Linked DNA regions of Zea mays: region 2 is linked to region 1. The links are chromatin contacts, called in public HiChIP or PLAC-seq maps. All regions are on one chromosome and are shown on one strand. The core of a region is the stretch at or near the end of the contact, and the rest is flanking DNA. Distances in the headings are between cores, read along the strand shown. Region 1 holds the start of LOC100278423 (Nuclear factor 1 A-type). Region 2 holds the start of LOC541691 (RNA polymerase sigma factor sigA).

Evidence for each region. HiChIP or PLAC-seq counts read pairs in DNA pulled down with a chosen protein or histone mark.
Region 2: a contact with region 1 is called in an H3K4me3 HiChIP or PLAC-seq map of leaf, with 7 times the contacts expected there. The contact joins the promoter of LOC541691 here to the promoter of LOC100278423 in region 1. A contact is called at or near these places in 11 of 25 Hi-C or Micro-C datasets (bundle sheath, ear, leaf and 3 more) and 1 of 3 datasets of contacts at active chromatin or transcription factors (leaf).

What each region holds. Positions count from the first base shown.
Region 1 is chr10:76,279,801-76,283,386 of Zm-B73-REFERENCE-NAM-5.0, forward strand. It overlaps LOC100278423 (Nuclear factor 1 A-type), which reads right to left and starts at 1,934. Exons shown (of 3, transcript NM_001313771.1): 1 at 1,447-1,934.
Region 2 is chr10:76,713,296-76,716,881 of Zm-B73-REFERENCE-NAM-5.0, forward strand. LOC541691 (RNA polymerase sigma factor sigA) reads right to left here and starts at 1,835. Exons shown (of 10, transcript NM_001319762.1): 1 at 1,722-1,835; 2 at 701-1,381; 3 at 148-346. The coding sequence starts at 1,353.

The DNA of each region.
Region 1 (3,586 bases), core at 684-3,183:
GGTGGTGCTGCTGCTGCAGCCCCGCGCGCCGTACTTGGCGGTGCGGGCGGCGAGCCTGAACACGCTGGTGTACGGGCAGACGGGGGCGCTGGACGACGTGCAGCTCACGGTCCGGGTGGAGGCCCGCAACGGCAACGCGCACTCGGCGGCCTACTTCTCGCGCCTCGAGTGCCGCCTCGCGTTCGCCGGCGCGACGCTGGCGGTGCTCCGCGCCGACCCGTTCCGCGTGCCCGCCAGGGGCGTCCTCCCGCTGGCGTACGTGGCGCGCGCGCAGGGCGTCCCGCTGGGCGACGCCGGCAGCGCTGCCATGGAGGCCGCGCTCCGCGACGGCGTGGTGCCGTTCCGGGTGGAGGGGGAGGCCCGGACGCGATGGAAGGTCGCGGGGATCGTCGCCATCGACCAGTGGACGCGCCTGGCGTGCCAGCTCCGCTTCTTCTGGCCCAACGGCACCGCGCTCCCCTTCAGATGCAGCTCCAAGTCCAAGTTCTTGTTCTTCTGACCGCCATGCCCTCTGTATTATCTAGTGGCTAGTCTTCTGACCTCATTTCCATGGCCGGGCGTGACGGATCAAGATTCAGGAACAGAGAATGACTTCATCGGTTTCTTTCTTGTCTTGGACTCTTGGGTTCGTTCAGTTATTAATTCAACCCCATGTCGCATGTATAGGTCAGCAAAAAAAAAGATGAATTCTTTACTTCTAGCTCTTCTATCTCATCCATTTGTAAATCAACTCTAGATAGGAAGAACCAGAAGAGGCCATAGCTCCATAATTGAGGTGCTAGATTGGGGGAGAAATAGACTGGAAACAATCAAACAGAGTTGGTGTGAGTTCGTTACATCTTTGTTTTTTTCGTCCAAAACTTTATTGCTTGGTTGGAGGATTTGTTGGAATCGCAGGCCTTTTGATCCTCAAAGGACAAAAGGCAGGGGGGAGATAAAAAGAGACCAGAACCACCATGCAAAGGAGGACCAGAACAAAAGCAAAGCGTGTGCGAGTCCCGGTCAGACGAGGAAGAAGAGATGTGTTGCGCTGGCAACAACGCGGTCAGTCAGCCGTCTGCATGTGCCCCCCTTTCTTTTCTCCTTCCTCTTTCCATCCCTCTGATTGCTTTGCTTTTCTAGAACAAAATGAAGCAAAAGCCCAGACCCCCCCCCCCCCCCCCCCCCAATCACTCGTCCACTCCCCAGTTACAAATTAAAAAGTACTAGTCATCAAGAGTACATGCTTAACACAAGAAATTGATACTAGTATAGTAGTAGATACATGTATGTATATGCACATACACGCATGCTTCTATGTCTGAAAGTAGTAGGCATGTCTTGCTGTTTAGAACTGTATGTATGTAGATAGTAAGATAGACGCCAAATTTAAAAGGTTCTGTTCAGGTCTTCAGGAGCAACGGAAAGGAACTTAAACATATAGAACTGAATTGGACTGAAATTTACCTTTCTTATTTGTTGTAAAGAAGAAGAAGAAGTGTCTCCTTGTTGCTCTGCCCCTTGCCCCCACGCTCAAGAACACGAGTTCACGACGCCGAATCGCAAAGGGAGACGGAGGTGGACGACTCCGATCGATGGACGCACTCGCTCAGCTACTATAGCTGCTGCTTAGCGAGCAAGCTACACGCGGCAGCTCCGAGGCGGCACGGCGGCTGCAAAGCCCCAGCCATGGCTCTCCAGAGGCTCCGGAAGCGAGAGTTCATGGTGTGCAGGCCAGAGGCCGAACCGAGGGAGGCGGAGGAGGATGGATCGGCCGGTGCTGAGAACTCGACAAGGGAGAGCGGAGCGGGGAGGTGCGAGGAAGACGGCGGCGGCGACTACTTATACCCCCTGCTGCCGGCTGGCGCCAAATTTAGTCGCCGGTCTTGAGCTAAAGAAAGAGGATTAGGCGGGCCGAGCACGCAACGCGAGCTGATGATGTTGAGTTGATGGATGCTGTGGAGTGTCGCACGGGATGAGAGATGACGGCAGCGGAATGAGAGCCAGCTGGAGCGCACCGAGCCCCCACTTGCGGCCTCGCTTTCCGACAGCCTGGAACGACGGCGACCCACTCCGGCGAGGTCAGTCAACTAGTCCGCTCGCATTTTCGCACTGTATGCAGGGGCGGCCAGGATTATGGTATAGGAGGGGCGAGTAATTCATTAAATAATAAAAGGTGAAAAAATCTTAGAATATATACACATATACTAATTTAGTTTAACATTTTTTTATACATAGATAATAAATTAATAAAAAAAAGACTTGCATCATAAAATTGTATATTAAGTAACTTTAATCGAGATCAAAATAATTTGTTTCTATGTTGATTGGCCAAATCAAAAGCTTCGATTATGTCAGGAGATTTGATCATAGCTATCAATTTTATATTAATATAGATGATGAAGTAACTTCACATAAAGTCATCTCCTATTTTATTTTATAGATGTGTTTTGATAAGTTTTGTAGCTAAAAGGCTCTCTTAGTTGTTGTAGTTGAGACTCGAAGGGTAACCATTAATCTTAATAATCCGTAAACCATTTGATACATGAAACTTTTACACAATTTGACAAGGCTATTATCAAATCAACAAGTGATCGTAATGTATTTGGCTCTAGTTGGTTGTATAATAAAGGTGAAGCACCAAATTTGTCGTGCACACAACAACTATCTGGTGACAACTTTGAGCTGAATTCATCAATTTTATTACTTAGCGGCGAATTTGATGATTCAGAAATACGACAAATTTTTACTTGATAGAGAAATTTATCCATGTTTCATAAACAATATGGGATGGTTAGGGGGGCAAGGCCCCTGCCCCACCCCCTTGGCTTCGCCCCTGACTGTATGGATGTACATGTACCTGCAGTGTATGTATTGTAGCACTACAATCGGATTCCCGACGCAGGAATTTCCGAACAAGCTCGTGCTTGAGTAATTGAGTGTTTCACAGGCATGTGGGCCCTGTTTCTCTATTATTACTTTTGTTGTTGTTGTTGTTACTACCGGTACAATTGCTACCGCTATCCTTCACGAGCACGATCGGCGAACTATTCCTATGATTTGATTCTACATCATTTTTATTTCTATGGCCCGAACGATTGTGTTCGAGATGACATTTTAGCTATGAACCTGACTCAAACACAATCTTCTTAGGGGGATACTATATCCTAGTCCTAGATGCTACTTATTTTATAGCTCACCTTCTACAACACACACAAACCTGTCTCAGGCATCCGATTCCGATGCAATGATCAGTGAAAAATGTTGAAAACTATTCAAGTTGACACATCGAACAACAATGTTCGAGCCCTAGCTTCTTTAGGTATTGAACATGATAGGGCATCAATAGAGCTGCTTAAGACAATGTGCAATAGTTGATCTTAAATTTTGCCCCCCACATCCCAATATCATACCACACCAGTATTATCTCTCCTCCTATATCACTTCCATCTTCAACGGTTTCCCCTTAATCACAACCCTTCATCCACTATGCATAAATAAAATAATTTACATTTGGTCGTCGTACACCATCCACCTCCTCCTTCCCGGCTTTCCCCATCATCTTCTATGAACAAAGCAAGATAGTGTGCCCTCTGAAATAAGGGGA
Region 2 (3,586 bases), core at 585-3,084, 430 kb after region 1:
TACACTAATTTACAGTGTGTACTACCTCCTCCGTTCTCGAATATTTGTCGCCGGCTAGTTCATTTTTGAACTAAAACGCGGCAAATAAACAAGAGCGGGGAGGGAGTAACATACAAATCAACTGACAGACACATATTATGCCATCACCTGAATAAGGTCTGGCAGCTCGACGCCGAGGTTGTCGTACTTCTGGGCAATGGATATCACCAGACGGGTGTTGCTCATCGCCAGCATCTCCCTCGCAAGAAACGACTCGCGCATCCTCGCTCGCAGCTCAGGAGCTGGTATCCGCAGCGATTGCGCCAGCTGCTTGTATGACGGCTCGTTGCCCAGTTTCTCCTTCAGCCTGAACCCGAAATTGGTTGGGGGCAACGGGGGATCAGCTAGAGGATCGGAATTCATTAGATACACTCAGTCTTCAACATGCATGTTGCAACTTTGATCACAACTACGTTACATGCAAGTTTTGAAGAAGAAGAAGAAAAACAATGAAAACTTGTAATGTGCGCGTACATTTCAGCTTAGTGAGTGAGTATTTTTTTAAGTGGGTCATGATATGATAAATATGCGTATCAATTTCTGGCCGGCTCATTCAATGTGACATGTAGCTATTACGCAAGCAAACGCTCTGGTTTTTGTGAGATACGATGTCAAATTTCTAATGCTGCGGACGTCGGTGCGTTTTGAACTGGGATTTTACTTGGATCTTTGGTGCTGAAGCCAGATGCCGTCCTTGATCTTCCTGGAGAGCTGGACGACCTGCTTGTGCGTGAGGAGGTCCTTGCTGACGGTGCCCCGGAGGTAGATGCGGTTCCGGCTCTGCATCAGCTCCGGGCTGACGGTGACGCTCTTCCGGCCAACGACAGCGCCCCGCCGCCGCCCGCTCATCCGCCGCTGCCGCGCCGAGACGCCCGACCGCGCCACCACCACCGTGGACCTCTCGTCCTCGTCCTCGTCCTCCGTGGAGGAGATGTCGTCCTCGAAGGGCAGCTCCCACTGCTTCTCGAGCATGGAGCGCTGCAGCAGCACGATGGCCTCCAGCGAGGACTCGAACTCGAACTTGGAGTCCAGCTCCGGAGCCGGGTCAGCCGGAGGAGGCGGGGCCAGCGCCGGCGCGGAGTGGTTCCTGAGCGCCCGGATGGCGTGCGCGCGCGCGTGGCCGGCGCCCCCGATGTTGGCCGGGGAGGAGGCGGAGGCGGAGGCGCGGTGCGCCACGACGGTGAGCTTGGGCGCCGCAGCGGCGAACTGCCGCGACGGGTACGCGTCCGGGGAAGCGAGCTCGGCGGAACCGAATGAGGTGGCCAGGAGGCGGTTGCCGGCGCTCAGCCCGATCACCGCCGGCGTTGCGGTCATGGCGTCCCGTTCACCGAACCTGCGCGACCTAGGCGGCGGAGGCAGCAAGGCGAATGATGAGGTAGAGTCCGCGGTACAACAGCAAGCAGCTGAAGTGCGCGCAGTAGCAACTAGCAAGCCGGCGGCGAGAAACTGAACTGAACTGGTGGTGAAACAAAGAAGACAAGTGGAGGCGGCGAAGCTATATATGGCCACCCCACGCCGGGAGAGAGAGGGGCTGACGAGGCGAGGAGAGAGAGAGAGAGAGAGAGAGAGAGAGAGAGAGAGAGAGAGAGAGAGAGAGAGAGAGAGAGAGAGAGAGAGAGAGAGGCGCTTGCTGGTCCGCTAGTGTTTTACTACGAGCAGGCGGGGACTGACGGAGGTGTTACCGCGCGCGGCATGGAGGTAGCCAGGTAGGAGCATTGCTCGCAGCCGGGAAGGGAGCTGAGAGGAGAGGATAGGGTGCGGGGAGCGAGAAGGCGCGAGGCCATTGCCCATTGGTGTGCGGAAGATATTGTGGCTGTCCCTCGTCGCTTTCCGCTGGGCTCGTCGTTGCTGCTGCGGTCGTGCATTCGCCACGAGATCGACCAGGGCGGCAGCAAAAAGATCGCGCTGCCTCCACGCGGCACGCCGACCACACGACGCCCATCGGGCTCGTCGTCCAGGCGCCTTGTGGCCTCGTCTTCCCCCTCGTGTGCCTTTTCTTCGATTCGTGGGCTGGTGGGGCGCCAAGGCTGACCAGCGGTGGCAGGCCTGCACAGTTCTTGATGTTCTCTCTCTCTCGTATTTTCGAAGAAACAGAAATTGTCAACAGATTTTTCTGTTCCAATGGAAATGGACACGGAAATCCGAAGAAGCCGCTCTACTCAAATCTCCTTTGGAATTGGGAGAATTCATGTTGTGCCATGCTATGTCGTCGGGCGGTTAATGGCACAATATAGATATAGCACAACATGGATGGGACTTCTTGAGCACGGGCGGTTAATGGCACAATATAGATATAGCACAACATGGATGGGACTTGTTGAGCACTAAATCGGGGCTAGACGGTCCGCGATTCGGACGATCCGCACTGGTGGTGCGGACGGTCCGTGGTCCGGATGGTCCGCACTGATGGTGCGGATGATCCGTGCGCGGAGAGCCAATTAGGGTTCTGAGTTTTGTGCTATGGTTGTTAGCTAAATTCGCGGGATTAACTCGGGAGATCAGTTTGTAACGGGTTCAGCCCCCTCCTCTATAAATATAGAGGATTACGGTCAATTAAAATCATCAATCGAATCAAATATCAAGTTATCTCGTATTTATTTCTTGTACATTTAGGAGTAGTTCTAGTCTAGTTCCACTTTAGCCTTCCAATCTCCAAATTCTCCGCTTCTCTTCGACTCTACGTCGATTAGAGGACTCTAGGTCGGCCTACCGAGCCTAGACAACACCTAGGATCTCTCCTCCTCGATGGGGTCCCTCCCGGGAGCGAGATCCAGGCGCCGCCGCGCGACCTTCGCCGCCCTTGCGCACACGCGGACCGTCCAACACGTCAGGCAGGGAACCCTAGCCCTGAGCCAGGTCGCGGACCGTCCGGCCCCTGGCCGCGGACCGTCCGCGCCTGTGCAGAGAGCACCGCCGCCGGTTCTCACGGAGTGATTGGCGCCTAAAAAGGGCACCAACACACTTTTTGGTGACTCCGCTAGGGAAGATTTCATATAGACCTATCGAGATTGGCCAAAGGATAGCTCTGTAGTTTCCACCAGCAATATCATCAAGCCGACATGGGAAACCTTGCCAGTTGAAGAACAACTCCTGTTCGAGGAGCGCCAGGAGCAGCTGATCCAGGAAGCAAAGGCGAAATTCCTAGCCGACTTCAAGGTGGACAGGAACAACAAAGTCGCGGCAACGGGCAACAGATCTGGCTTCGCTCCGACCTATTACGAATACCCCTAATGTAAGTAGCACCAATAAGCTCCAATCTCTTAAAGCTTACATAGACGAATAGCGAGAGCAGATGCAACGTATCGTAGGGGATATACAAAATGATCATAAAAGGCTAGTGCGTGCGCTTGATAAGTCTACTATTGCAAATCTTCCTTCGCACGAGGTTGAACTGAGGGAATACACACGTGATTCATCGGCTACAGGTTGTCACGGCTAGTCATAACCCCTTTATGGGATGTCAATAGACATGTACCCTGGGCAACAACAGCCTCCCACGCACATCGGCGATAAATTTGTCGATCTGCGCATGTCCGGACCGTCCACA